4 separate regions of the Mus musculus genome follow, and all the other regions are linked to region 4. Evidence: chromatin contacts called from public Hi-C and promoter capture Hi-C data. All regions are on one chromosome and are shown on one strand. The core of a region is the stretch at or near the end of the contact, and the rest is flanking DNA. Distances in the headings are between cores, read along the strand shown.

Evidence for each region. A called contact is a pair of places that touch in the nucleus more often than the background predicts. Capture Hi-C pulls out chosen DNA fragments and counts their contacts.
Region 1: a promoter capture Hi-C map of adipose tissue shows a contact between it and region 4. The contact joins two enhancer-like sites. A contact is called at or near these places in 7 of 39 promoter capture datasets (the 3T3-L1 cell line, the HPC-7 cell line, embryonic stem cells and 4 more), 1 of 484 Hi-C or Micro-C datasets (nephron progenitors), 6 of 115 datasets of contacts at active chromatin or transcription factors (cardiomyocytes, differentiating embryonic stem cells, extraembryonic endoderm stem cells and 3 more) and 2 of 9 other capture datasets (adipose tissue and liver).
Region 2: a contact with region 4 is called in a Hi-C map of cerebral cortex, with 4 times the contacts expected there. The contact joins two enhancer-like sites. A contact is called at or near these places in 6 of 39 promoter capture datasets (3T3-L1-derived adipocytes, the HPC-7 cell line, HPC-7-derived erythroid cells and 3 more), 1 of 15 datasets of contacts at CTCF or cohesin (pro-B cells), 19 of 484 Hi-C or Micro-C datasets (the Ba/F3 cell line, the C10 cell line, CD4 T cells and 12 more) and 8 of 115 datasets of contacts at active chromatin or transcription factors (bone marrow-derived macrophages, cardiomyocytes, embryonic stem cells and 4 more).
Region 3: a Hi-C map of ECoMG-derived neutrophils shows a contact between it and region 4, with 2.6 times the contacts expected there. The contact joins the promoter of Tmem247 here to the enhancer-like site in region 4. A contact is called at or near these places in 2 of 39 promoter capture datasets (hippocampal neurons and liver), 5 of 484 Hi-C or Micro-C datasets (ECoMG-derived neutrophils, Th2 cells, bone marrow-derived macrophages and 2 more) and 1 of 9 other capture datasets (adipose tissue).

The regions. Positions count from the first base shown.
Region 1 is chr17:86,502,587-86,509,546 of GRCm38.p6, forward strand. All of the region lies in intron 10 of Prkce (protein kinase C, epsilon), which reads left to right. Among named protein-coding and RNA genes, the nearest start is that of Gm30284, 61 kb to the left of the region's middle. Within about 2 kb of position 4,910, at least 31 of the 459 cell types and tissues checked have an H3K27ac peak or open chromatin away from gene starts, as enhancers often do. A contact at or near this core is called in adipose tissue, where this site is marked.
Region 2 is chr17:86,532,843-86,540,270 of GRCm38.p6, forward strand. All of the region lies in intron 10 of Prkce (protein kinase C, epsilon), which reads left to right. Among named protein-coding and RNA genes, the nearest start is that of Gm30284, 92 kb to the left of the region's middle. Within about 2 kb of position 3,184, at least 124 of the 459 cell types and tissues checked have an H3K27ac peak or open chromatin away from gene starts, as enhancers often do. A contact at or near this core is called in the Ba/F3 cell line, the HPC-7 cell line, bone marrow-derived macrophages and 4 more, where this site is marked.
Region 3 is chr17:86,913,252-86,919,769 of GRCm38.p6, forward strand. Tmem247 (transmembrane protein 247) reads left to right here and starts at 4,097. Exons shown (of 3, transcript NM_030104.1): 1 at 4,097-4,330; 2 at 5,000-5,335. The coding sequence starts at 4,214.
Region 4 is chr17:86,729,458-86,736,203 of GRCm38.p6, forward strand. No RefSeq gene overlaps it. Among named protein-coding and RNA genes, the nearest start is that of Epas1, 21 kb to the right of the region's middle. Within about 2 kb of position 2,839, at least 230 of the 459 cell types and tissues checked have an H3K27ac peak or open chromatin away from gene starts, as enhancers often do. A contact at or near this core is called in the Ba/F3 cell line, ECoMG-derived neutrophils, the HPC-7 cell line and 8 more, where this site is marked.

The sequences.
Region 1 (6,960 bases), core at 3,660-6,159, 220 kb before region 4:
TGTGGGTGTGTGCTCATGTGTGCAGGCCCCATGCATGTCCCAGGAGGACGGCCTTCATATGCCACTTTCCCCATGTGACAGAGCAGCCCCACTCTGTCCAGCTTCACACCAACATTCCCAGCGAGGCAGAGCTGAGACTGGATCACAGCGCCCACTCTTGCCTCCTGGGGTAGAAGAACATTGTAGAGAGAGGTGGGGAAGGAGTGGGCTCTGCCCAGTTCTGCTGGTGGAGGGGGGAGACAGAGAGTTTTAAAGAGCAAGAGATGTCATAGAATAGATCCTGATTGGCAGAAGTTTCAGGGACAACAGATCCATCCTGGGACGTGTGAGAAAGAACTTGGTGTGAGAGATTCTGACTAAGTGCTAGAACTATGAGCGATGCCAGACAAGAGTCCAGACTCACTCTGGAAGAGACCTTCTCAAAGATGTTCTAGAGAACGATGACTTAGAAATGACAGCCTGTGCAGTTCTGTATGGCATGAACTGAAGGAAAGAAAGACAAGCAGGAACATCTGAGGAGGCCATTTGCATGACACAGGAGCCCAGGGGCCATGAGAGGTCTTGAAGGGAAAACTGGCACCAGGCATCCATTTCCCTCTGCATCCAGAAGGCCAGCCATCTTCTGAAGAAGGCATAGGTTTCTGCTGACTGGTATAGAACTGTTGACCAGGGAACTTGGGACTAATGGGAGAGGGAGACGCTGGCTGCTGCCAGCTATGGTAAGCGATGGGCACACGTGCATCTCAACTGCTCATTTCCTAATCCGAATGAAAAGGTTTGTGTAGAAATCCAAAACTAGAGGCCAGAGTTATCTAACCTGTTGACCAAACAAAGCCAGTTTCCTCATGGCTGACGTCAGCCCTCTCGATCTCTCCATGGCACCTTCATCGATTGGATTTCAGGCTTTACTCCCTTTTTTTAGAGTCTCTATTTTTAGATGGGTGTTGAATTTTGATAGTGGTGTGATGTTTTCCTCAGAGGGAGTCACATGGGTTACTCCAGGGAAAAGTTTCTGCCTTGTCTATTGAAATTTCTGCCCCCCACCCAAAGCAATGTCCTTTCCTCATATAGCCTGGACTTTTTGTTCCCGTGGGCTCTGATACTTCAGATAACCCCACTGCTGTAGCTTTGAAGGTCTTGCCAGCTGGTGGGTACAGCCCACTAGACCATTTGAGTTCACAGTACCCTATTGATTTGTAGGGACCGTGGTATATCAGAGGGAGAAATGACCTTTCTAGTTCTGGCTTCAGTCTACAAGGCTTGCCTGGAGACACTTCTGTGGGCACTGATTTGATTGTTCATAATCAGAGATGGCAAAGGACACAAGGGAACTCAGAATACGTGATTTGCAAGATCCCGCGCAAATCTGACATTAAGGGTCTATTGGATATGAAATTCATAAGGAATCCACAGGAAGACCATTCTAATCTTAACTTGCTTCAAAAGTGTGGATGGAATGAAGACACTAAGAACATCCACGGATAGATCTTTCTGCTTCCTGTTTCTTTTCCAAAGCTCAATTCAGTAAAATTTCCTACCTCAGCCTAGGCCTGTCTACAATACCTTTTTTTTTGGGGGGGGGGGGTAGAGGGGAGGTGTTGAGACAGGATTTCTCTGTATAGACCTGGCTATCCTGGAACTGCTCTGTAGATCAGGCTGCCCTTGAACTCAAAGAGATCCTCCTGCCTCTGTCTTGTCTCCAAGGAAGGTCACATTTTGGGACCATTTCATCAATACAGAAATAGATAATATCGTTGTTTGGCTCTGGACTGTTTCCCCAGAAACTCCTGTATTAAAGAGTTTGTCCTCCATAGAGTAAGTTCAGAGATGGGAAGATGACCAGCTCTTGAGGGCTCCAGACTCATTTTGATAGACCTTTGGTAGACAACAGAAACCCCCAGAGGTGGGACTTCAAAGAAGGGAGAGAGTCCTTGTGAGGCGTATCTTACCCCAGCCCTCCCCCGTACTCCGTACTTCCTGCTTCCACTCACCATTGGCGCTTGGCATGATGTTGCAAACCACAGGTCCAGAAGCCATGGAGCCGTGTGAGCGTGGGCTTAAGCCATGAACCCAAACAAACGTGGCCTTTTAGTTGATGTTCTTGGGCATTTTGTCCTAGATGGCTACTAGTGCTAGTTCAGAACGTTGGAGAGAGGCATCTTCTAGGCGGGCTAGTGTTCCTCTTCCTCTTCAGGGCCAGCCCTGGCTCAGTAATGCTAGAGTATAGCCAACATCTCATAGAGTACTCCAAAATGCCAGGGTCAACCTCAAGCAGTTTAAATACTGCTAACCCAGTCTTTACACTGCCCCCAAGGAGTAGGAATATCGTCCTGCGAGGCCACACAGCAAAAAGTGACAGAGCCTGAATTCAAACTCACTTAGTTGGCTTCCAGAAACTTCATGTTGTCTGACTGCTCCGAGGAGGATGGAGTCTAAAGATGAACAAACAGAGAGACTAGAATCCCAAGAGGATAATATATAACTGAAATGTCAGCTGGCTTGTTTATAGGGAGGTAGCCAGAATCTGATACATTGTAACCCAGGGATCTCTGGGACGACTGTTTAGGGATGGTATCTTGGGCAATCCGTGTTGAACGTGGAAAGCAAGAGGATAAGTAGAGCCCTCTTCCTGGAATGAAGATGAATGTCATTGGCAGAGCCAATAGGAAGTTGCAGCCCCCACCCCCACTGGAACATTCTGTTTTCACCATGATGTTCCAAGGGGAACACCAGCATGGGTCCCAGGCAACAAGAATTTTCTCCGTCCTTAGTGTGGGTGGATGTAAAAAGAAATGCCTCTGCTGGCCCAGGACCGCATCCACGTGAGATTCATCAGCAACGTGTAAGCCGCGTAATGAGGAATGTCTGTGTGCAAGATGCTAAGGAGCTAAGCTTCTTGCCTGGGTCTGCCTGCTAGCACTGGACCTGCTCGCCTCGCTCCAGGCTTGGATTCTATCCCAATAGGCTGGCTGTTCTCCCATGTCCTCTAGGACTGTGGAAGGCACAGTGTAGCAAGAGCCTGAGGATCAGAGAAGCCAGAGAAGGCCATCTTTGATCTCCCTTGAGCTGCCACCACTTGAACAGCACAGGCTAATTCTGTTTTGGGTTTTGGGCAACAGCTTGAATCCAACTTGTTTTTTTTTTTTTTTTTTTCAAGTTCTAGCTTATGGGCATTTTCTAGGTTAACCCGTGTTATTACTAAAAACATACTATCACCACCAAATAAAGTGCTAGGATATTGTTGAAACACTTCTGTAGTCATAATTATCCAGTTTTATTCTTTTGAGAAAGTTTATTAGTGATCTTGGAAGCCACATTAATCAGGGAAAAAATAGCTTAGATAACTAGATAAAGCGTGTGCTCCAGGGACCAGGTAAGCACAGGAAGTTGGGACCCGGTAAATGTAGACAGAAACAGTTAGCTTCCCAAACCATTGCAAGTGGCAGGTGCTTGCACTTGTGAAGTTGTTCTTGTTTGGGGGGAGGGGGAGGGTGCTTGTTTGTTTGTTTGTTTTCTTTTTGTTTTGTTTGGGAAGTTTTTGTTATTTTTAAATAGACACCTGTTCTATAGCCCAGGCTAACCTCCAACTTGCTAGTTAGCCCTAAGTGAAGTTGAATTCATGACCCTCCCGCCTTAGCTGCCCAACTTTGGGGATTACACACTCCACTTGGCAGAAAACTGGAAAATAAAATCTGACCTTAAAAAAAAAAAACCTGATAAATTTAGGACTGAACTGTTCACCTTTCCAAAGAAAGTCAATTCCCATTATAAAAAATTGTATGAAGGATAGAGGCGTTCAATGGAGTAACTGAAACCTGATGTGTTAAAATACACCTGTACCATGAACCAGCCACTAAGGAAGAAGTGTTCTGTGCGTGTGTGTGTGTGTGTGTGTGTGTGTGTGTGTGTGTGAGAGAGAGAGAGAGAGAGAGACAGACAGAGAGAGAGATTGATTCAAGAAGCTGATGTTTTTACAGTTTCTATCATGTGTGCCATTTCCCAAAGCTCACTATAGCCACTGACAGATCCTTCCAGTGGCTGTAGGAGGCGGGTGTCCTGAGGCACGGTAATGCTAACCAGGGACAGAGCTCTGATTGGAGCTGGGTGGCCTCTGCTCCCTTCCCACCTGTTATCCGTGCACTGTGTCAGATGTTACACTCTTGGCTTTAGGACATAATTTCGTGTCTTCCTTACCAGTCACCCCTGCACCCCTCCTTTCACGGATAAGGACACTGAGGTCGGGGTGGGTATTTCATCATAACTCCATAGCCAAGGGAGCCACCAAAGTGCCTTGGGCTTCCTCCTCTTCCCGTGGCCTCCTTCATCCCCCAGTGCCAGGATGCCCAGGTAAAGGTGAATGGATCCCGAGACAGCAGGCAGGGGCAGAGCTGAAACTGCCCAGAGGCAAGCCTGTTCCTGTGTACTCACTGCGAAAACATCATGGAAAGAGTCGCTTATTCTTTGTGTGTGGGAAAGCTTTTCTTACAATGCTGCCTAACTCCTGAGCCTTAAAGTAAACAGCTACATCATCCCGTACAGAGGCAGGAAAAGGAAACTTCAGCACTGAAAAAAAAAGTAAGTGGAGGAAATGCTGTTTAAGGGGGATTTTCTGGAGCCCCTATGACTGAAGGCTTTGCAGCTAATGAACCCCCCACACACACTGACCAAGCCATGTGTCTGAATAAATGTCTCCCAAACTGCACCTATCCTAAATGTCCTTCCTGTGACACAAAGAGGGGAAGACACCCCCAAAGCAAGACTAGAAGATCCTGTAACCCTGCTAAGCTACTTCTACTTAGGGAGTTGTAACAATGTTTTCATGTGCAAAACTGGTGGAGGTGACCTAGTGTCCAGTGCCACTGCCTGCTGAGAGCCTTACATCATGGAGAGACCGTGATCTCGGCGGTGGCTTCCTCATCTGAGAAGATGCACAGGATGACAGACCTCTCAGCACATGGCTAGGCCATCGCTGGAGATGCTTCTGGCGGCCTGGAAATCCAGCTCTCTCTCTCTCTCTCTCTCTCTCTCTCTCTCTCTCTCTCTCTCTCTCTCTCTCTCTCAGCAGTCTGTCAGCTGGCCAGCTTGTCGACTGCCTGTGCCCTTTAAACGACAGCAGGAGTCTCTAGAGGGTTTTCTGGCTTGCTAGCCGGGCTTAAGCATTTCCTGTCATCCCAGAATCCCTCTGGGCAGTGGCGTTGGGCGGTAGGGTGGGGGTGTAGAACATACAATTTTCAGAATGACTTGGGTGTTGCAACTGCTTACCCACCGTGGGAATTCCCCAGGCCTGCCCCTTCTCCCTCTGCTGGTATTTCCGAAAAACTCTTGCACTCTCCAATGTGATGCCCTAGACGGGGAACAGCTATCCTGGGGGTCTGAAATTAACCTCCCCAGGCATGGCCAGGGACCGTTTCAGGGCAAATTATCCTTATGTCCAACCAATAGGGATGACTTCCCCATCTAAACCGCGTGGCTCTTCCCTCTTCTGGCATCATTCTGCTTCTCCTTGCTTTGTCGCACATCGGGTATTTTTTCCCCTTGCTACCCTGGGGTCCCTGTTGGTTTTGTCATCTACAGGATCAGCACGGCTTTCTTTCTGAAAATTGTCTTCATTTTGCATCCCCTCTTCTGATTGGTGGAAACTTATCTGAGGTTCTGCCTTGCACAGTTCCTGAATACGCTGAATGGCCCAGAGTGTGTGCTAACTTCAGGCACCCTCCACGTGATGAGGTAGCACACACCATGCAAATAAAAATGTACCTTTAAGTGGGCTTTCCTCTGTAACTATTTTGGATAGTAACAGAAACATCAGACTGGGGGAAGGTAGCCATTTAGATTTTTAGTTGAAGTCAGTCATTCATAGACATTTTCAAAACCGATCAAAATAGCTTACCTACATTTGCTGTCAAGTTCCGCACATTGGGACAACTCTCGTAGCCTAGAAAGTAAGATGTCAGTATCTCTTGGATCTTAACCTGCTTGCTGAAGTTTCAGTCCTTGCTTCCTGGACATTCCAGCCCACAAAGCCATGCCTATTGCAGTTGGTATGAGTGAACCATCCCTGCCTATGTAGTTTTCCTGATGTCAGGCACTCTTCCATCTTGGCTCTCACGCAGACTCCTTTATCCACCCTGACTCTCTGCTGTCTGTATATCCTTCATCTCATTAGCATGTGCCACACACCTAGCCTTTTTAGATCTGTGTGTATGAACTGGCCTTTAACCCTACCTAGCATTTGGGAAACCAAGGGAAGCAGAGCTCTGTGAGCTCAAGGACAACCTCATCTACACAGTGAGTTCAAGGACAGCTAGGGCTACACAGTAAGACTGATCTAAATCCACAACACTAATAGAATAGGTTTGTGTGTATAATCATCTTCCCCCAACTCAGTTCTGAGCATCCCTATACACATAGTTGTCTGTGTGCATAGGGATTCTAGTTACCCACCATAACTATAGGGACCAGGCTTACCCACTGTAACCCCCCAGTGCACACACCTTACACCAGTGATGTGAGTGAGGGCCACACCGATCAGAAATCCTTTCCAGAATTAAAATTAGCTGAAGGATGGCTCCTTTCTCTCTCTCTCTCTCTCTCTCTCTCTCTCTCTCTCTTTTGTTTTTGTTTTTGTTTTTGTTTTTGTTTTTGTTTTTTTTCTTCCAAGACAGGGTTTCTCTGTATAGCCCTGGCTGTCCTGGAACTCACTTTGTAGACCAGGTTGGCCTCGAACTCAGAAATCCTCCTGCCTCTGCCTCCCGAGTGCTGGGATTAAAGGCGTGCGCCACCATGCCCGGCGATGGCTCCTTTCTCAACACCTCAAGAGTCCTGGTATCATCCATCCAAATGAATTGGGATGGACATGGGAGAGAATCCCACCATGGTGTTTTGTTTGTTTTAACATCTCTTCATAGCTCCTCAAGAGTAGACTAATTTAGCGTGGGTAGACATTTAGTTTCCAAGTCT
Region 2 (7,428 bases), core at 1,934-4,433, 200 kb before region 4:
AAAAGATCTGATGAACTGCTGCTTGGCTCACTGATCTAGAGGAAGCCTTAGGGAATCAATCACAGAGCTGTAGACAAAGCTGGCGGGGGGCGGGGTAGCTTCTGCTTCTTCTCTCCTGGGAGGACACAAGTGTCTAGGATGTAGTGGCCATGGCCGATTACACAATGCACCCGGTGGCCTCACAACCCATCCAGCTCTCGACCCTGGCACTCGCTGGGCAAGGGTGGAAGGAGTTGCCAATCCAGGTCATTGTTTGCTCAAACCAGAGTTCGGCCAAAGCTGCCAGGCAGTGGGGATTTTAATTCCCAGAAATCCAACTTGGAGACAAGAGGCATTAGGGGGCAGGGGGAGGGGGAGGGATGGTTACAGATGAAAACATCTAGTAAAGATGTTCAGAAAGACTGCTCGCTATAGCAATGGAATCCGTCTGTCCTTCTAGATGTCCCTAACTCCGTGGGTTAGGTCACACCGAATAACCCTGCAACCACTTAAAACGATAAGCTCAAATAAAAGTGTGCTCTCCATGTATCTGCACTTGGTTTCCTTTTGGCCAGAAGAATCTTCTGCCTCAGCAGGAGCCTCTTACGTCACTCAGGGATGAGCCTCTCCGTGTACCTTGTTTAAACAGCAACATGGCTTAGCCAATACAGCACAGAGCGTCCCACTGCCTGGTTGAAAAGAATACATCTTTAAGGTCCCCGGGATTGGAGGAGGCCAGCCCTCACTCATGGGGTCTTTGCAGAGATAAGCCAATCCGAGAGGCAGTTCGCCCTTGACTGTTTGCCCTTACGCCTGTCCCTTGTGGCATTCTCAAGCACTTGTGTCTGGCCTGGGCCACCGGCCTGCCTCTCGTACCTGCCTGCTTAAGGCAGCATCTGAATTATTTTTGAAGCAAACAAGCAAGAGTTGTTGAATGTTCAGAATGCCGGTGACGGTGCGTCTGGTTAATATACGAGGTCTCCTTATCGCTTTCCGCTCAGGGTTGGACATTTGCAACCTTACCATCTAAAGGGAGCAAACATTCGGAGTGAATAAACTGAATGGTAGTCACTCTGTGTTCCGTTCATTTCTTTGTTTGCTTTTGTTTTGAGACAGAGTTTCACTATATAACCCTTAGTGGTCTGGAACTTGCTTTGTAGACCAGACTGGCTTCAAACTGACAAGAGATTTCCCTGCTCTGCCTCCTGAGTGCTGGGATTAAATGCATGTGCCACCACCCCAACCACCAGCATATTCTATATTTTATTAATGAATATGAGAACATTTCTTGGGCTCAGAATTATTCACTATTGGAAGTTGAGAGAAGGGCCATTTGGTCCAACATATATTTTCTCTGAAGGACATAGTGGTTTATTACAGAAATGTATTTCCAGTCCCCTTAGAACTGAAGTTAACAAAATGGATAACCAGTGTAGGCCCTCCTGCTCCAGTCATGATGTGTGAAGTCACACAGGCTGGCCTCTTCATGAGCTTTGTGTGAACAGCCCAGGAGCCTGCTATACTGGAATATCATTGCTGCTCACAAATACGTCATGACACCCACTGTAGATGAGGCTTGAAGTGGGTCTCAGAGTCACCATGGCCCAGGTGACCACACAGTCACTGTGACTGAGAGACTTTTGGAGGGAGACAGGAAAGCCACTATGATCAGTGGTGCCCTCTCATGCTAGGCACACAAAGATGGCTTTGCCTCCCAGGTCCCTGAAGGCCACTGTGGCAGAGGATTCAGAGCCAGAAGACCTTGGGCTCACCAGGGTCCCTCTACCCTCTCACTGGTGTCTACCTGGTGTTCATCCCCGGGACCCAAGGATTCACGGATGAACCTGTCAGTCTTACAGTCAGACAGAAGGTCTGCTTGTTTGTTTCTGTAATGGTTTGCTCTTCATTCTGTTTTTTTGTTTGTTTGTTTGTTTTGTTGTTGTTTGTTTGGTTTTTTTGTTTTTTGTTTTTGAAAAATTAGTTTGTTTTATTGTCTCTGATTCCTCCCTGGCCAATGTTGTGGTTAGCCCAGTGTCCCAGAGAGGCCCTTTCAGTCAGTTTATGGAAACTGAGTCCTTCCTTAAAATGGTTCCTGTAGACGGGCTGGAGTGGAGCTCAGTACTGGAGCCTGTGCTTAGTGTGGACAGGGGCCTGGGCTTAGCTCTGAGGATGGGGGGGGGGGGTAGCTCAATGGGACAGCACCTGTCCAGCATGCCTGAACACCGGGGTCTGATACCCAGAATGACAAAGAAAAAAATGCATGCTAGAGAAAATTTCAGTGCCTCCTTGGCACCTAATCGGGGCTGCCACCTGGTCACCTCAGCACAGGGCTGGCAGTCCTGAGTGTCCTGTTGGCACCTTGCCCCCATTCACTCTTCAGTTAAATACTCCTTGCTAGGAGTACAGTGCTGTTGAGGGCTGGGGACGTGAGTCGAGCCAGCTAGACGAAGGCTCCTGCTGAAGACAAGATGGAAGGCAGGGCTGAGAGCCAGGGAGTGTGCTGTGGTCTCCCTGTGGGTCTTCCTGGCACATGGATGGGCTTGCTCCATCCAGTCAGTCTCTTCCTGCAAGCCACGGGCCGTGTGTCATGAGCGTCCCGCTAGATTGCTAAAGCTGTGCTTGGGAATTAGAAACAGGACACAAACTGAGGACTAAGCAGTAAACGGGAAAGCCGGAAAGGATGCTGCCTGGGGTTCTCTGAGACCCACAGCAATGCTCTCCTTACTGGCAGATTGCATTTCCCCTCCCACTCCTGACCATAGGTCCTTTCATTTCCTGTATCCTTTTCACTAAATTGAAGGATTAATGTACATGTTATGCACTTAAACAAAATGCATAGATATTCAAGCAGTTTCTCCATCTTACTAGATAGATTCTTAGCATTCACATTAAGAATGGCTAAAGGGGCCGGGCAGTGGTGGCTCACGCCTTTAATCCCAGCACTTGGGAGGTACAGGCAGGCAGATTTCTGAGTTCAAGGCCAGGCTGGTCTACAAAGTGAGTTCCAGGACAGCCAAGGCTACATAGATAAACCCTGTCTCGAAAAAGCAAAACAAACAAACAAACAAAACAAAAAACAAAACAAAACAAAAAAATGCCCAATGGAGAAAAGCGAACAATTTTCTCCCTACAGACCTTACCAAGTATCTTGCAGTTAACCATTTCAGCCACTAGGTGGCGAGAGTAGTTAGCAAGGCAAGTGGGTCTTTGTGACTCATCCAGGCAGGAAGAGGAGACTGGAGACCTAAAATAGTTTAACTGAGCGAGGTGACCAAACGGGTGCCGTTCTAGAAGGATACACTCTGAAGCTTCTGGTTTCCAGTATTGGCAAATATTTCCTTTCATATACAAAATTCTAAAGTTAGACAGGAAGAAAAATAAGAGTAGGACTAGCTCTCAAAAAGCAGAGCCGTAGAAGCTTGCCCTGTCTGGTCCTACTTTTGTCTGTTTGAAACGAAGACGCTGAAATAATTTCTGAGCTCATAAGCAGACTACAGTGTCTGCAGCTGCGCTCTAAACCCCACCCGGTGGGGACAGAGCTGTTTGGAGCTCTATGAAACAGGCCGAGTTTGTTTGTTTTTATTTTAAATAGAAGTAAACCGCGCTCCCAGGATAGAGAGCCCAGCTACCGTGCTACTCTGACCATCTTGAAAACTGACAAGAAAGAATTTGTCAAGTGTTTGGTCCGATTGAGGTCTCACTGTTTTCTTCTGGGTGATTCCTGTTCGGTAGGAACGGGAGCAGCGCTTTCCTATCAAACTCACGATAGGAACCCGGGGAGAGGGCGGGAGATACATTTGTAATGACTTCACAGAATTTCCCTTCCTCTGTGAATACCTGTCCCAGGCGTGGGTCCTCAGATTCTCCACTGGCTAATGACATTTTAGTGTCTATGGAAATCATTAACTTCCCTGAGAGACTCAGCCTCATTCCTTTGATAACTGAAGCTGCCTATATCGCAGCGATGCATTCCTCCGTACTCCGTACTCTTTGGTAGTCACCAGTTAATCAGATTTCCTTCTGCTGATACTTTCTTTAATAAGAGGTATTTGGTGATGACGGAGGGGCAGTTCTAGCAAACAAAGGGTTTAAACCCAGCCCCAGGGGCTCTGGTTACGGCAGCCCACACCCGATGCAGAGCCTGACTGAATGCTATCGCTTTTCTAGATTAGATAGAAGAATTAGGGAAACATTTTTTTAGGATACCTATGGTCTGGTTTTGGTGACAGTTCATACAGTGGGAACTAGAAAATGTTGCGCTGGCCTAATACTGATAACAGAAAGTATTTTAGAAGGCAGCACTCTATTTACAGTTTTAGTAGACTATCTTTTATTTATTTACTGTTCATATCATAAATGTAAACAACGTGTCACCCCACAAGCACCCTGACGCGCCCTCTCCCCCCACTTCATGTACCTTTTTAAAAGATTTGTTTATTTATGTTGTGTGTATGAGTGTTTTGCCTGCATGTATGACTGTGCTCTACATGTATGTATGGTCCCTGCAGAGGTCAGAATAGGGTGTGGGATTCCCTGGAAATGGAGTGGTTACAGATGCTTGTGAGTCACCTTGTGGGTTCTGGGATATGATCCCAAGCCCCCTGCAGTAGCTACAAGGGCTGCTAAGCACCAGCCGTCCCTTTAGTGCCTCTTCTGGCTCTGTTGCTCTTGTGATCCACCAAGCCAGGTTCTTTCTGTGGGATCCTTAGTGTGACACAATGCTCTCCTTCATCCTCGCACGTGTCTCTGTCATGGCCCAGGCTGTGGACATTGCCATTACCCATGAGTATGGGGGATAAGGGCTGGGCGGAGCCATTGCTGTTGCTACTGAGACCTTCAGCGGTACACGTCATTTGCAACCAGAATATGAAGGAGGGGGACGGTGACCTACTTTCCAAACTTGCAAGATCATGCTTGAATCTATGTGACCCTTAGACATTCTTGACCTTTCCAAATTTTTTATCTAAATTCTGCCCGATTTCAGAGCTGGGACTTGATGTTTTATGATAGCGATTCTTCAAATTGTTCCTATTCAATAGGTTTTTTTTTTAAATGGCAATCAGTAGTGGTGATATAGTCCTGAACGATACAGAATTAAGCAATAACCAGTGAGCTCTGTCTGTGGGGCCACCGGAGAGGCTCGGGTGGTGTGGCCAAGCCTGGATTCTATCCACACTGCCACACACTCCCCCCCCCCCCTAATTTTTAAAGGTGTCTATTAAGAAAGAAAAATGGGAGAGATGGCTGTTTGAACCCTGCACCTTAAAAGAATGCTGTCTATCTAGTATGCTTTGGTCATATGGAAGTGGTTATCTCTGAAAGTCCACTGAGAACCTTAGTCCAAAACAATAGTTTAGTCTGTCTTGTTTTCTCACATTCTTTTGAAATTCCTTATTTCCCAACAAGGGGGGAAGTAGGTGTCACTTAGGCGACCACTTTCTGAGACTCCCCGAACAGCACGCAGTCACCTCTCCTGTCCTCTTAGGCTCCTGGGTTGGAGGGTGAGCATCGCCCAGCTAGTGAAAGCTTTACCTAATTCTGTCCATCAGAAGGCGGGAAGGCCATCTGCGTGCGGGGACCACGCACTTCAGGGCATGCGTGCTGAAACTGTAACTACACTTCCGAGAAACGGCTTTTCAGATGTCAGCAGAATCCCTTTGCTTTGCCCACTCCAGAATTAGATACTTCTGTTGGGTCTTTATCTTCAAGGTCAAGATCTTGTCTTGTGGAGTGTTTTTGAGACAAGAGTCTCACTCACTATGTAGCCTGGCTGGCCAGGAACTCATCTCGGTCTCTAGCTCGGAGATGCTGGAATTAAAGGTCTGTGCCACCCCACTTTCTCTCCCCCTTTTATTAATGAGCACACAAAGACAAGATAATGCCTCTGGCCTCCTGGAGTTTCCAGTTTCTCTCCCTCTCCCTCTCCCTCTCCCTCTCCCTCTCCCTCTCCCTCTCCCTCTCCCTCTCCCTCTCCCTCTCCCTCTCCCTCTCCCCCTCCCCCTCCCCCTCCCCCTCCCCCTCCCCCTCCTCCTCCCCCCTCCCCCCCCTCTCTCTCTCTCTCTCTCTCTCTCTGTGTGTGTGTGTGTGTGTGTGTGGCCTTTGGAGGCCAGAAGAGAGCATCAGATTTCCTGGAGCTGGGTTAAAGACAGGGCAGCAGGGAGTTTCCTCTCATAGATGTAGATGTGGATGCGGATGTAGATGTAGATGCGGATGAAGATGTAGATGTAGATGCAGATGCAGGTGTAGATATTGATGTTGGGAACTAAACTGAGGCCCTCTAGAAGAGCAACAAGTGCTCTTAATCCCTGAGCCATCTCTCCAGCCCTTGAAGCATCAGAAACATTGGTGAAGGCAAGCAAGAAAGATAAGAGAAATTAAACTATTTCCAACAGGAAAGTTGCCATAAAATAGCTGTATTGTATTTCCAGTCCATAAGTAATCATAGACATTGTAAGTTCCATTCCTGATCCCAGGAGCATACTGAATGGCTCTTTAGCTGGCCATACCGTCTTCTGAAAAGCTTGCTTGCTCTTGCCTAATGCAGTTGGAGCTGGTAGCCCTGAGTGTGCCTTTTAGGACTGCCCTTCCTTTTAAGAGTATGCCTTCCTTCTTGTCTGCCCATCTGCAAAAGTCCAGTGTTCCTCCAGGTTCTGCTATTGTGTAGCGTTCTAAAGGGCGAGGAGATGGAGATCCAGCCTTCAAGTGGACCTCGGTCCTTCTCTGGGAGAGAATAAGGTGGCAGGCCCTGACATAGAAGGGGGTACATAAGAGGGGAGAGACTTCCAGGCTGCTGAATGATGAGATAAAACCTGTAACATTGGGGAAGCGGAAACCTTTGTGACTTCCTTCTCTTTGTCTCGCTGGATCTGTTTCCCCAACACACCCATGGGGATGCCTGCTTAGCTGCAGTCACCTCCAGGCCCTAGGGGCTGGGAGCCACATATGTGAGATTCACCTTCTTCCCCTCCCTCCCTTGCTCCTCAAATAGATAAGGAAGGATAGAACTGGTCAAAGCCTTTTGGCATTTGGATTTTGCAGTTACCAGGGAAAGAGGCCAGGAGGCCATCAGCTTCAGCTCAGAACTCCAGACTTACGCTCATCCGGCCACCTCATATTACCCGTTACATTGTGTTCAAATGAATTGTGAAAATAAGTTATCGCCGCTGTGCGGGGTGCAGTTTACGGACCCATCTGTCTCTGCCTCTCATAAATTTCCCTTCCAGATGACCACAGCACGGCAGAAGTTTCTGTCTGTGCTGGTAAGCGGCAGGCAACTGTTGTCACTGGCTGACCTCTGGTTAGAAGTCCGTGGGAACCGCATCGCAGGCTTCATTGATGGGGTGGAATAGTTAGTTCTGCGGCGAGGTCTGTCTCAGGGTTAGAGGGAAGTGCTTGCGGATATTTGTTTCAGTCCGTGCTTTTGGTATTTTGACCAAGTTGGCACTGTTT
Region 3 (6,518 bases), core at 2,847-5,346, 190 kb after region 4:
CCTGAGTCATCTCTCCAGCCCTGGCCCTATTCATTTCTCCTATTCCTCAAGCCTGTTACTAATGCTTCTTTGTATTAGAATTCCTCCCTTTGCTGTTGGAATCACTGCGTGGGTTCTGTCTCCTGATTCTTGTGCTCACAGCCCTCACACACAGGCTTCCAGGGTGCCTCAGACAGCTCCTCGCCTCCACCTCCATGTGTGTCTTCCTCCACAAATCCTTAGAGCATCTTTAGTCACTTCCTCTCTTGAATATCCTTGTATTAGCAGGGTTGGCTTAAGAAAACAGAAACCGTTCCAAGGGTTTCAAGTCGGAAGAGATTTGACACAGGGACATTCGTGCTGAAGTCTCGGCTTCTTCATAGCTGTGTAGCTGTGGCCAAGTCACTGGGTCCCTTCCTAACACAGTTTCTACCTCTAGAGATAATGGTAGTGCCCAACTCATAGGCTGCTGAGAGACCTAAGTGCAAATCACCATGAGAAATCTCCAGCATATAGTTTACTGCCCACTAACTGCAAGCTATCGGTATGGTTACCATTCTAACCCTCTAAACTGCTCCAGCATGGCAGAGCAAGGTACCTCAAAGTCACTGAGTCCATAGCTGAGGTAACCGTGTGTGTGTGTGTGTGTCTGCTTCAACAAGGAGATGTCATCTCTGACGGAAGAACAGACTAGATGACCTTGAATGGTGTGCAGGTCCCAAAGGACAATGTGCTTCTAAGATGACCTGTCCTTCAGGTCTCGCATCGTCACCTCCTCACCTGCACCGAGCAGATCTCTCTCCTCTGAGCACACCTTGAAATTTTAATTAAAATATAATACATGCACATTTTTCAAAAGTCAGAACACAAATGGCACAGCTAGCAAGAAAATAAGACCTCCTACCATCCCCAAGTCTGGTCCTTCAGCTCTTTCACCCCACAGCCATCATGAAACAGTTGCTCTGGGGGTTTTTCCAGACATGTTCTAGACATGTGTGATAAACTCAATGGATTTTCATATTTCAGTACACATAGGTAGCTGCTTTGGCTTTTCTGATTTATCCTCCTTTGAGTACAAGCAATTTGTTTAAACACAGCTTCCTTCTTTTCTCACATGCCACTCTTTAGAGCACTGCTTTGCTTTGTTATGCCTGAGACAGTATCTTATTACATAGGCCAAGATGGTCCTTAGCTCTCAGTGGTTCTGTTACAACCTCCAAACTGCTGCAATGGCGGGCAGTCTGCTGCTCCGGCCTCTGCTTAGCAGCATTGGTACGGATGCAACAAGGGCTATTTAATCAGCTCTGTCTGATTCTTGCTATTACAAATAAGGTTATAAAAATCCTTTATGATGCACCAAGCTTTTCCTTTTTATGACGCAGAAAACATCTCATGTCTTGGAGTTATTGCCTCCAAAGACCACCTTTATGGTCTTATATTGAAAACCAGGGCTGCAAAATGAACCCCCCCCCCCATGAATTCCAACCCAGGGCCAAATAGCCGCGCTGTGCTATCCGCCCAGCTTCCCCGCACGGTAGGCAGTAGTGATCGTACCTGCTTTGCATTGCCTCAAGGGCATCCTGGGAATTGGATGTTCTTGAAAGCTCAAGAGTTCTGTCCTAAAACATCAAATTCTGGGCCAATCCTGCAATTGACACACGCTTTCTGCTGTGTCCTATGCCTTCAGCATGCTGCTTGCCCGACCCCTTCGAAGAGCCACTGGCCTGCCTGTAGCTCCCACTGCTTGGCAGCTAAGGCTGCCATGCTCCTCATGCCCACCCTTCGGGTCTCACACCACAGATGAAACAGGAACAGGGCTGGGCACCTCTCTAAGGCCACCCAGCCACCACCCTTGAAATGAGGCAAATCACAAGTGACCAAGGGTCCCTGCGTGATGTTGATTCTTTTCACGTGTGGCTTTACTAAGAGGGCCCCCCTCCTTCTTCTGAGCTCAATGGAAGAGGAAGAGGTGATTCCCATAGTGCTATGACTCTCAAAAAAAAAAAAAATTCCCCAGCGTATGGGACTCACTTCTCCAACTTTGGGGCAATTCATAAAACACGGGCGGTGACAGATGCATCCAGAGAGAAGAAATGACGCTCTCAGCGTCATTAATGAATTAGTGGTTAACTAATGCAACTCCACGGATGGCCACCTTCTTGAGCAAGAACAGACATGCAGGGATGGAAATGGATGGTTATCCAGCGGGCATTCCCCACCACCCCCCGCCACCTCCCCGAGAGTCATAGCCTGGGTGCAGAAACAGGGGGTCCCTGTGGCAATCTGGGTAGCCGACTATCCAAACCAACCAACTCCTGGCTCAGTAAGGGACCTTGCCTCCATAGATCAGGTGCAGAGTGATGTAGAAAGACACCCACACACATGCATGTAAACACACACATCATACTTTACACGTACACATACACAGAAAGGAAGTTGTTTACAGATTTTAACTTATGCACCATGTGTCTGCAGGTTTGTTGGTGTCCACGCAGGCCAGAAGAGGGCAGCAGATCCTCTGGAACTGGAGTTTCAGGAAGGTATGGGCTGCCCGGCAAGAGTGCTGGGAACTAAGTTCAGGTCCTCTGCATAAGCAGCAAACTGTGAGAGCAGTCTTAACAGGGCAACCTCTCCAGCTCCAAAAGGGTAGATTTGAATTCTATTTCACGCCATAGCAAAGTCCCAGCACCATCATCTTCATCATCATCATCACCACCACCACCATCATCACCATCACCACCACCACCATTATTACACTAATTGTGGTGGCAATCATTCCTTAGTCCTGTATGGAATACATCATTTCCTTTGTTAGTACTGCACTGTAGTGAGTTGTCTTTCTCACTTTTCCCATCCATAAGTGAAGGCACGAAACATCAGATTCATAGAACAATTCTCTTGGTCACACAGCTGATAATAACAACCGAGTCCGGACTCAAATGTAGCATGCTCTCCTTCCACACTGTGACCCTGACTCCATCTATTGAAAGGGTTTTGTTAAGTGTGTTTTTATAAACCCAAAGAAGACAAAGTCTACTTCCGGTCTCCCGGCATCCTCTCCTCCACTACACACTCTTCCTGGGATTTGCAGGTCAGGTCATACTCCTTCCCCAGGGAGAGGATTTCTTGGATCGGGTGGCTCAACCAGCTGATGCTGACAGTCGGTGTTCGGAAGGCTAGGCATTAGGATGAAAGCAGCAGCAGTCTTTTACAACGCGGAGACAGAGGCTCTGATCCAGCCTGTAGTCATTCGCTGTGCGCTCAACATGACTTGGGCCAACCCTAGGGTGCTTCGTCGGCTGAATGGCCGTAATTTATAGGTCTATTTCTGAAGGTGTTTTTAGAAGACATTAACCTTGCAGGAAACGGAGTAAGAAAAGCAGACTCCCACCCAGTGTGAGTGGGCCTCGTCCACCGAGATCTTCAGTAAACCAAGATAGAACGGAGAATGAGACTGTGGGCTTTTTCACCTCTATAACCTCTCGAGCTGATTCCCACGTTTCTTTCCTGTCACCTGTCACTCTGTTTCCCCAGGGGAACCAGCCCAAGGTTTGTCGCGCTGTGTCGGCACCGTCTTCCCTCTGGCTCATTGCTGCCCTCTGCTAAAGACACTCGTCACATTGGATTCAGACTGTTGTCGTGACATCATTTCAAGGCGGTCATTTCCATCAAGATCCCACCTTCAAATACAGCTACATTCTGAGGCATTGGGGTAAGACTTTAAGGTCGGGAGAGGAAACAAACTCACCCCAACATAAACTCACTCTATTTAAAGGAGAGCCCAGGAGAATGGGTTTCCACAGTTGGATTCCGGCACCATTAGGAGGCGCTCTGGTATTCACGAAGCCCTGTGGGTAAGAGCCCAGCCTTCACTGGGGGTAATTTTTTTATTACATATATTTATTTGGAGGTGTGTGCTGTACACACACACACCACAGCGTGCGTGTGGGCAATCAGTTCTCTTTTTCTACCGTGTAAGCCTCGGGGATTAAATTCGGGTTCTCAGACTTGCCGCAGGTGTCCACACCGCTGAACTATGTTGCTGCCCCTCCACCTTCTGTCCTCACCAAGACTCCTCAAAGGTGTCACAGCCTCTCCCAAAAGTGCCCTGGCAACTGGAATGTGGCCATTATGAGGATAGGGATTGTGATGGTGGTCAGAACCTGGTGAAGCCAAATGGTATTGTCTTAAAAGATGTCCTGTGGCCCTGGTCCGCAGCACGGTGGTTATCTGGATGGCGATGGAGGACAGGGAGGTGATGGAAGCCCGAGGGGCAGGAGAAAGCTGCCCCACACTCTCCAAGGTGGCCCCTGTTGACAGCATGCCTGAAGGCAAGCCAAAGGCCTCTTTGGTAAGAGGACCCCTCTCTTGATTTGCCCCATCCATCCCACTGGGGGTCAGGGGTAAGGGGCTCTAAGCCTTAGAGTCTGCTCACATGTGCTAGAAGATTCAGTTGACAAGAAGAACAGTGTCCCCTATATCCCTATAACTGGTTCCCAGCTGACACCGGGAACCAGAAAAACTTTACAGGATTGTAAGGTTGAGTGAAACTTTGTCTCTGTCTCTCATTTGAGGCCCTTACTTCCCTCTGTGGACAGGACACACACACACACACACACACACACACACACACACACACACACACACACACAAACAAACATATACATATATATGTGTTGCTTGGTTCTTTCAACACCTGGGCTTCTTCCTCACTCTGGAGCTCCTGAAAGATCTGTTGTCTGACAGTTAGGTGAAGGGTGGGGGATGGGAAAATGACCTCCAGGGTGATAAAGAGTAGACCTGAGCAGACACCTTCCTGATCCACCAATGCCTCACAACTTTTGGGCACTCGCCCTTCATGGGAGTTCACCTTCCCCTGTTATATACACTTCTAGCAAACACCCCGTCTAGGTAGTCTTTGCAACACACCCCAGGCTCCTGAAGCTCGGAGCAGAGGGTGTGGTTGTAGGGAGCCCCACACTGACTCCCCCATTATCACCCCACTTCTTCTCCATCCCAGGATGCAGAAGTCCCCAAACTAGAACTGCCTACCCTGGAAGAGAACGGGATCTGTGAGGACAGAGATTGTCCGGGGCCCCCTAGGTCATTGCCTCCAAAGTCCGGCCCAAACGCCAAGGGTCAGGCTGGCGATGGACCTGGACTGGAGTCCGTAGAGCTGCCCCTGCCCCTGGAGACAGAACACCGCAACGCGATGGAGCTGGAGAAGGTGCGCATGGAGTTTGAACTGACGCTCCTCAAGTACCTGCACCAGGAGAACGAGCGGCAGAGGCAGCATGAGGAAGTGATGGAGCAGCTGCAACAGCAGCAGCAGCAGCAGCAGGCTTTGCCTCACCAGGTAGCAGAGTGGGCTCTGGGCTGTGGCTGTACTGGCTTGGCTATGCATCTTGTCTGCTGGTCCCAGGTCTGGCTGAGAGGTGGTGAGCATCATGTAGCTGCCTCTACCCACTGGTGCCTGGATCGGTTTGCAGGATGGCCTGAGACCACTGCCCCTGTGATTAGCTTCCCTGCTATGTTAGATTCAAGCCTCTAAAGAGAGTTGAGAGTAGAAGATATCCTGAAACCACATCCTCTACCCAGAATCCCTTTTGATGGTCTCTTCGTGTCCAATACTCATACTATGACAGGCTTTCCGCCACTGTTTTTAAAAAGTTATTTTAAGATTTATTATATATAAATCTGTGTTCTGCCTGCATGTACACTTGCATGCCAGGAGAGGGCACCAGATTGTAGGTGGTTGTGAGCCATCATGTGGTTGCTGGGAACTGAACTGACCTCTGGAAGATCAGCCAACCCTCGTAACCTTGGAGCCATCTCTCCCTCCCCTTTCCAGTACTTTTATTTCTAAGATGTGCCAGTCGTTCCTGTCGCCTGACTATTGAATGATAACAGAAACCTATCCTTTTTTTATCCGTTTTCTCTGTTGGACACATGACCTTACTTATTAGAACCAACCAAAGCAACATTCTCTTTACAAGAAATAGATGCTCAGCCCCTACCATGCTACATGGAGACAAGAGTGCTCATCTGAGGGATGGGGTCTAGCTCAGTCTGCAGAGTACTTGAGTAGTATGCATGAAGCCCTGGGTTTGGTCTCCAGCATCAACTAAACATAAGTAGAGGCAGAATAATCAGTTCAAGGTGACATGGTAAGTTTGAGGCAAGACTGGGCTATGTGAGACCTTGTTTTAAAAGAAAAATTGGATGGAATGCCACCTGGGGTACTTAACACTGTGGCCAGACTATTCTAAACACCCTGTGATGAAAGATGTCACCACTTAAAAGAAGTGCCTCCTGGTCTCTGAAGTCATAGGTTCTGGGTAAAAAAACTCAGGCGCTAAGATTTTGTTTTTAAACCACTTAACCTTGAACACATTGCTACTCCCCCTCGAGCTTTGGTCTGCTCATCACTAAAGTAGAACCTGTCTCATGGGTCACTGTAAAGGATGAGAGAGGGAGTGCGTGGACGCTGCTCTTCAGTGGACCAGCACATGAGATAAGCGCTCAGTAATCGCTAGCTA
Region 4 (6,746 bases), core at 1,589-4,088:
GATATTTCTTATTCATTTTAAGAAAGGAGCTCACTTTGTAACCCAGGATGTCCTGGATCTTACTCTATAGCACACAAGCTTGGCTCAAACTCATAGCAATCCTCCTGCCTCAATTTCCTGGAAGCTTACACCACCAGGCCTGGCTTCTTGAGCCAACTGTGAAGAATTTTTAGCATATCTCCCTACCCTTTGGTAGTGGGAATATGCGGATCAAGCTTGGGGTCGTGCACATGCATGGTGGACAGACTAGACCACTATGTACCACTGAACCATATCCCAGGCTCTCAGCTTTCCAACTCCCGGGTGATAGCAAGGGTAATTTTCATGGATAGCTATTCCTGTAAAGGAAGCTTAAGATTTCTGAGCCTATGACTAAATTGTCTGGAAGGGCACTCCATCTTCAACAAACTCTATGGCCCAGTTGAGCAGGAAGTACGTAGTTGAGAGTGATTTTATGGCTTAGATGGCCATAAGCAGTCATTTCCCTAGACAGTAGTTTGATCATTTACCAATCTTTATAGAACAGTCCTTTAAGCAAAACAATCCCAACCAATTCTCAATTCTTAGAGGTACCAGAGGATTTATTTCCGTCTGTCTCTGTTTCTGTCTCTCTCTGTCTCTCTCTCCCCACTCTCTTACATACACACACATGTGTGTATCATGTCATATCACATGCATATCATATATATGATGTATATGGTTCTCACTCTCCTCTAGTATATATAATGATTTCAGTGCTCTATCTATCTCTCTATCTAGCCACGGTTTCATATATTCCAAAGTAGCCTCAGACTCACTGTGCAATTAAAGATGGCCTTGAGCTGCTCTTCACACCACCACTGCTCAATAAATACTAGGATTATGGGCTTGCACCACAATGTTCTATCATGCTGCACTGAGCACCAGTCGAGGCTGTGTGATGCTAAGAGAAACTTTGCCACCTGAGCTCCACCCTCTATACCTATTTCAGATGTCTTAAGACATCAAAATATGCTTAGGATCTTCATTCTCATCAGATGTAAATGTCCAATGAGAGAGAAGGGTCTTATTGGAAGAGCCTAGGCATTTATTCTGGAGAAAGGTCCTCTCAGCGTGTGAACGGACAGAGATGTGAACAGACAGAGATGTGAACATATCCTAGTGTCATCTTGGGGTTACTCAAGTCTCTCTTACTGCAATCTTCAGTTAGTGGAGCCTTCATAAAACACTCTCATGAACACAGAGGATCCGGTGAGACCCAGCATTCCCTCACCCAGAGGATCCAGTGAGTCCCAGCATCTTCTCAGCCTCTGCTCTTCTCCTTCCTTCCAGGTCTCAGGAAAACACACATTTGGTGGCTTTCAGGTTTGTTCTTCACTGTCTCCTTCATGGGCCGACACCACAGGTCCAGAGGATAGGATGGAAATAAACCCTACAGGAAGCCGAGTAACCAGTGCTGACCCTTTGCGTAGCAAAGCAGCTGTACAGCTCTGGAGACTCCAGAGAGTCTAGAAAGCTCCTTCTTGAGGCTGGTGTGATGACTCAGGGGCTTACGGGCGAAGAGCATAGACTATTCTTGCAGAGGAGCCAAATTCAGTTCCCAGCACCCAAGCTTGCAAATCTAGGCCCAGAGGACCCTCTGTGGGTGCCTGTGCCCACCTGCGTACACGCTCCTCCACGTACACACACTCACATACATGTAATCAAAAAGAGCACAGAACTAATCTTGCTAGAGGTGGTAGTGCATGCCTTTGATCCTAAATTTTAAGAAAAGGTTGGGGGAGAAAGCAAGCAAGTTCCTTTGTCCTCCAGAGGATACCATGGCACCTTGCTCTCCCGGATGATTGAAGACCACTGCCAAAGGTCAAATCCAGGACATTAAGTCAGGAAACCTCCAAGAGGTCGTCATGGAAAAGAAAATTCAAATCTGGCTATTCCTGGTGCTTCTTTCACTTTTTAAAAGACTTTTAAATCGTGAGTATGTGCCTGTGTAACTGCTGCTATCTACAGAGGCCAGACACATCTGATTCCTGGGAGCTAGAGTTCCAGGAAATTGGGCGCTGGGAACCAGACTCAGCTCGTCTACAATGGCAATCTATGTTCTTCACAGCTGAGCCGTCTTGCCAGTCCTTTACTTCAGGTTTAATTGGAAGTACATTGTTTTGTTGTTTGGTTTGGATTTAGTTTTTTTGTTTGTTTGTTTTGTTTTTTTGTTTTTTTTCAAGACATGGTTTCCTCTATGTAGTCCTGGTTCTCCTAGAACTCTCTTTGGATCAGGCTGGCCTTGAACTCACAGATATCCTCCTGCCTCTGCTGGGATTAAAAGGGAGTGCTACTTACCCTGGGGCTTGAAATACTTTTAAGGTTACAGAAAAGTGGGGGAAAAAATTAATAAAGAGCACTCCTACTTTTACTAGCTAAAATTTCAGCCAAGATTTCACACTGCCTCCGATCATTTTATTTAAAAAAAAAAATCGGATGAATTAGCAGCCTTTGTGAGAGTGCCCCGTAACAATCCTAATAGAATGCTGTGGCTTTCTCTTTTTCACTTAAGTCTAAATTAAATCTAAAGCTATGAATCAATACAGGAACACCAGGATAGTTTCAGTGTCATGGGCCCTACTCAGAGGGTCTCCTGTGGCTGTGGAAATGGGTTTGGCAGGGAGCATAGTGACTGGCACAAAGCAACCAAAGGCCCTGGTGACCCCAAGCTGAGAGGAGGCCTGCAAAGGTCGCTTCCTAGAAAGCCCCGCCCAGGCTTCCTCCTCTGCTTGGCCCTTCCTGCAAGCCATTGTCGCTCTGGGAGGACCTAGCCAGCCGGCCTCGCAGGGAGGCATTTCCGGGAGGCACAGAGCAGGCAGCCTGGCAGGGCGGGGCCCACTGAAGGAGGAAGTGCTTGCCGAGGAGTGGCACGTCGCCCTGGGCTATGCCAAGTGCCCTGCTGGGCATGGGGAGGGGACTGTGCCACCACGCTGGGACCAAAAACAGACCTTGAAGGCTTAGAGCAGAGGTGGGGGCATTCCTTCCTGCCTTGATTCCCACAAGTGAAGAAGGTATTTCTTGCTTCTTGTGCATCTTCTTAGGGCTCTGTGTTGAGGAAAAAAATTCATTCATTCATTCATTCAATCAATCATTTATTCAGTCAGTCAGTCATCCATTCACTCACGCTATCCACAAACAATTGCTGAGTGTCATCTGCCTGTTGGGGACAGAGCAAGGAGCAGAGAGCTGGGAGTGAGGACCACAAACATCCTTGCTCTGACTGACAAAGACCAGCAGACATAGTAAGTGCAGCATACACACAGTAGGAATAAGTGGTGCCTGGAGATGGATAAGAGGAGAGAGGAGCAGACAGCTCCCTGGGAAGAGCATTATAGGTGAAGAAAAGAGGAAGGACTGTGCCCAGCTTGGGAAGTCTGGCTGGCAAAAGTGAACTTCCTGTTGGTTTTTCTCTTAGCAATGTGCCCACCACCCCAGTCATAGGGGAGTAGCCATATCTGTGTTTCAGTGGCGCCCATGATTTGCCAGGATAAACTGTATCCACTTGGGCTGGGCTGGTAAGATGGCTCAGTGGTTAAGAGCACTGACTGCTTTTCTTGAGATCCTGAGTTCAAATCCCAGCAACCGCATGGTAGCTAATAACCATCTGTAATGAGATTGGATGCCCTCTTCTGGTGTGTCTGAAGACAGCTACAGTGTATTTACATATAATAAATAAATAAATCATATCCATTTTGGGATGTCTACTGACATCCACATCACTTGAATCCAATTGATCTCTCCAGTTGTGGTCCCCTTCCGGGACCCAGGGCTCTGGGCTCAGTAGGTCCAGACTTCAGACCCAGGTTTCTCCCATGTGTCTCTTCCTCTGAGAGTTTGTACCACATCACATTCTCTGTGGAGCCTCTATCTACTTTCCCCCCTGCCCACTCTAACTCCATCTACTGCATCTATGACACTTGGTGCAGAAATCCACCAGCCAGTGTCTGGCCATAGTACAGTTCTAAGTTGATGCATTCTCAGGTCCCATTGGCCGTGACTGGCTGTATTCCCCTCAAGAGTCCTCAGTAGCCAGCAGCTGGTACAGACTAGGTCTCAATAATGAAATGCAGAATGATCAACAGTCCTTACTTGACCTCTCTGGTCGCAGAGAAGGCTTTAGAACCCTTCAAAAGGCAACCTCTACCATGCTTCTAGCTATTTAATAGACTGTATTCACAGCTGCGGACTTCTAGGATACAGATTTCCTGTAGGCAAGAGGCTGGTATAGGAGGAAAAGTCTCATTTTCATTATAGAAAAATGGCTGGCTCAAGAGGCATTGTGTCTAAGAGAATAGGAGCAGCCACCCCTCTCCCTGACTCCACCCCTGCTCTGGGTGCCAGTCTGGGCTGACCACACAACTCCTGGAAACCCTAGCCATCGATGGGCTTCCTCTCCCTCCCCTAGGGACCTAAGCACTCCTGGGGCTGTGGCGCCTCTGCAACAGAGGCCAAGTTCTTATAAACATGTGCTGGGCTGCCCAAGGTCAGTGGAGTGGGGGTGTTTGAAGATCCTTACTCTGTCTTTGTCTCCTGATTCCAGTCCTCAAAGTCCTGATCCACGTCCCTGTCATGTCCCATGGATGGAATGGAAGGTCTCTGACTCACAGCTTAGCGTGAAATTTCTGAAGCTTCTTTTCCAGGTCACCCCCTTTACTCAGAAACCTGCAAGGGTTTGCCCAAAGGGCAAGGTTCATACACCGGGGTCTGGGATTTTAGGTTCTCTGCAGACTGACTCTAACTCCCCTGGATATACTTCTCCCTGATCTCCTTCACCAGTCTTGTCCCAGCAATGGACCAGTTCTGAGAGCTTTTCCTATCCAAAGGCTTTCCCACTCTCCTGTAGCTGTCTGTTCCTGGCAATCCTTGGCCTGCTCAGAGACTTCAAGTTCAACCATCTCCCACATACGTGTCTCATGATTGTCCACTATAGTGGTGGTTTAATAACCAGTCATCCTCAAAGCATTAACAGCCCCAGCAGCTCTAGGCTTTGTTGTTGCATTTGTCTCAGTCTTTCATCTATAAAGCGAGTGAGGCCTGACCTCACCCTGCATCACACTGATACAGAAGTCCCCAGTGCATGATAGGAGGCGGAGAATAGGTTTACCAGGGGGAGAATCCGGACCCTCGGCGTTGCTTCCTATGAGGCTTCTTGTACGTGCGTCCTGAGAACTCAGAGCATCCATGTGTTTGCTCTCAGGAAAGGCAACATTGTAAAGGTGCCCGGAAGGAAGCTCATCACCACCATTAAACCCTAACAGGAGGATGTCAGTTATGGAGAAAGGATGGCTGGTACAGGAGCCATTTCCGGAGTCATCTCTCTGCCTTCTTCTGGATATTCCTGTCAACTCCAGATTCGGGGACAGACAGAATAGAAAGAAACCATTTTCCCAAACAAAACCTTAACCACTCACTCTTCCAGGTCAAGAAAACCTCACCTCCTGAACTGCCATCCTGAGAAGAAAACTTTGATATGAGTTATCAGGTGGAGGGATGCGGCTGTCACTTGGGTTAACAAGGCTTCCCAGGGCTTCTGCTGACACCCTCTCTGAGGGAGGGAAGGGGATGGGCAGTAGCTCTGGGGGTGGAGGGGGGACTCCTGCTGGGAGGTAAAGTCACTTGGGTGACGAGGGACAGTGAGGTAGAGGTAGAGATACAGTGCCAGTGATGTAGGGTTTACAGAAAAGAAAGTGGGTGTGAGGCAGACGAACAGGGAGGTAGGGATATACCTGCATTTCTTGAGCAGCTGCTGTGTGCAGGCCACCATGCTAGGCACATCTCCATCTATTACCTCATTTAATTGTCCCAGGAATCCTGGGAGACAATTCTACTAGCAATATTCCCCAACTCAGAAGTTTGCCTCATTTTTTTTTTAATCTTGGCAGTTCTGGCTATAAAGTTGTCAGCATTTACTATAGGCATGGGACGTGAAAATCATAGAAAGCATGTGTGAAATAAAGACATGTCTAGTCTAGTCCCCAAGGTCACGGCACAACACGGGAGCTCTCCAGCACTGTGTGTGTGTGTGTGTGTGTGTGTGTGTGTGTGTGTGTGTGTGTGTGTTTGTATCCCAAGTTTTGGCATTCATTTTAAGCACATGTAATGCCAGATTGTATGTAGAGTGTTCTGCTTGCTTGGTAGCCTTTATAGCAAGACTACTTTTATGCCATTAAAAATTTTTAAAAAGCATCTTTTGTGCCTTCCCACTGTTCCCTGTAAATACAAGTATTTTGCAAACCACTTTCCAGGTTCTGGAAAAAATGTTTCTCCTCCTCTCCGAATAATAAATAATATTGTTTAATTAACATCATTGCACCAACAACTTTTGTTTTTTTAAGAACGGGGTGTTTTTATGAAACTTTTAAAAACAAAACTGAAGAAGAAGAAATTATTTGAAAACCTTCTGTTTCAAGACTCCCTAGGTCAAATGATTCAGATTCTGAAAGGCAAAAGAAGATCTGAAGTTAGAAGGTCAGGGCTCAGGCGCAGTCCTCACCAAGCACAGTCAGGGCTCAGGCTCAGTCCTCCCCAAGCACAGTCAGGGCTCAGGCCCAGTCCTCCCCAAACACAGTCAGGGCTCAGGCCCAGTCCTCCCCAAGCAGTCAGGGTTCAGGCCCAGTCCTCCCCAAGCACAGTCAGGGCTCAGGCCCAGTCCTCCCCAAGCACAGTCAGGGCTCAGGCCCAGTCCTCCCCAACCCCAGGCTGTCGCACGTCCAGGCTCTCACCTG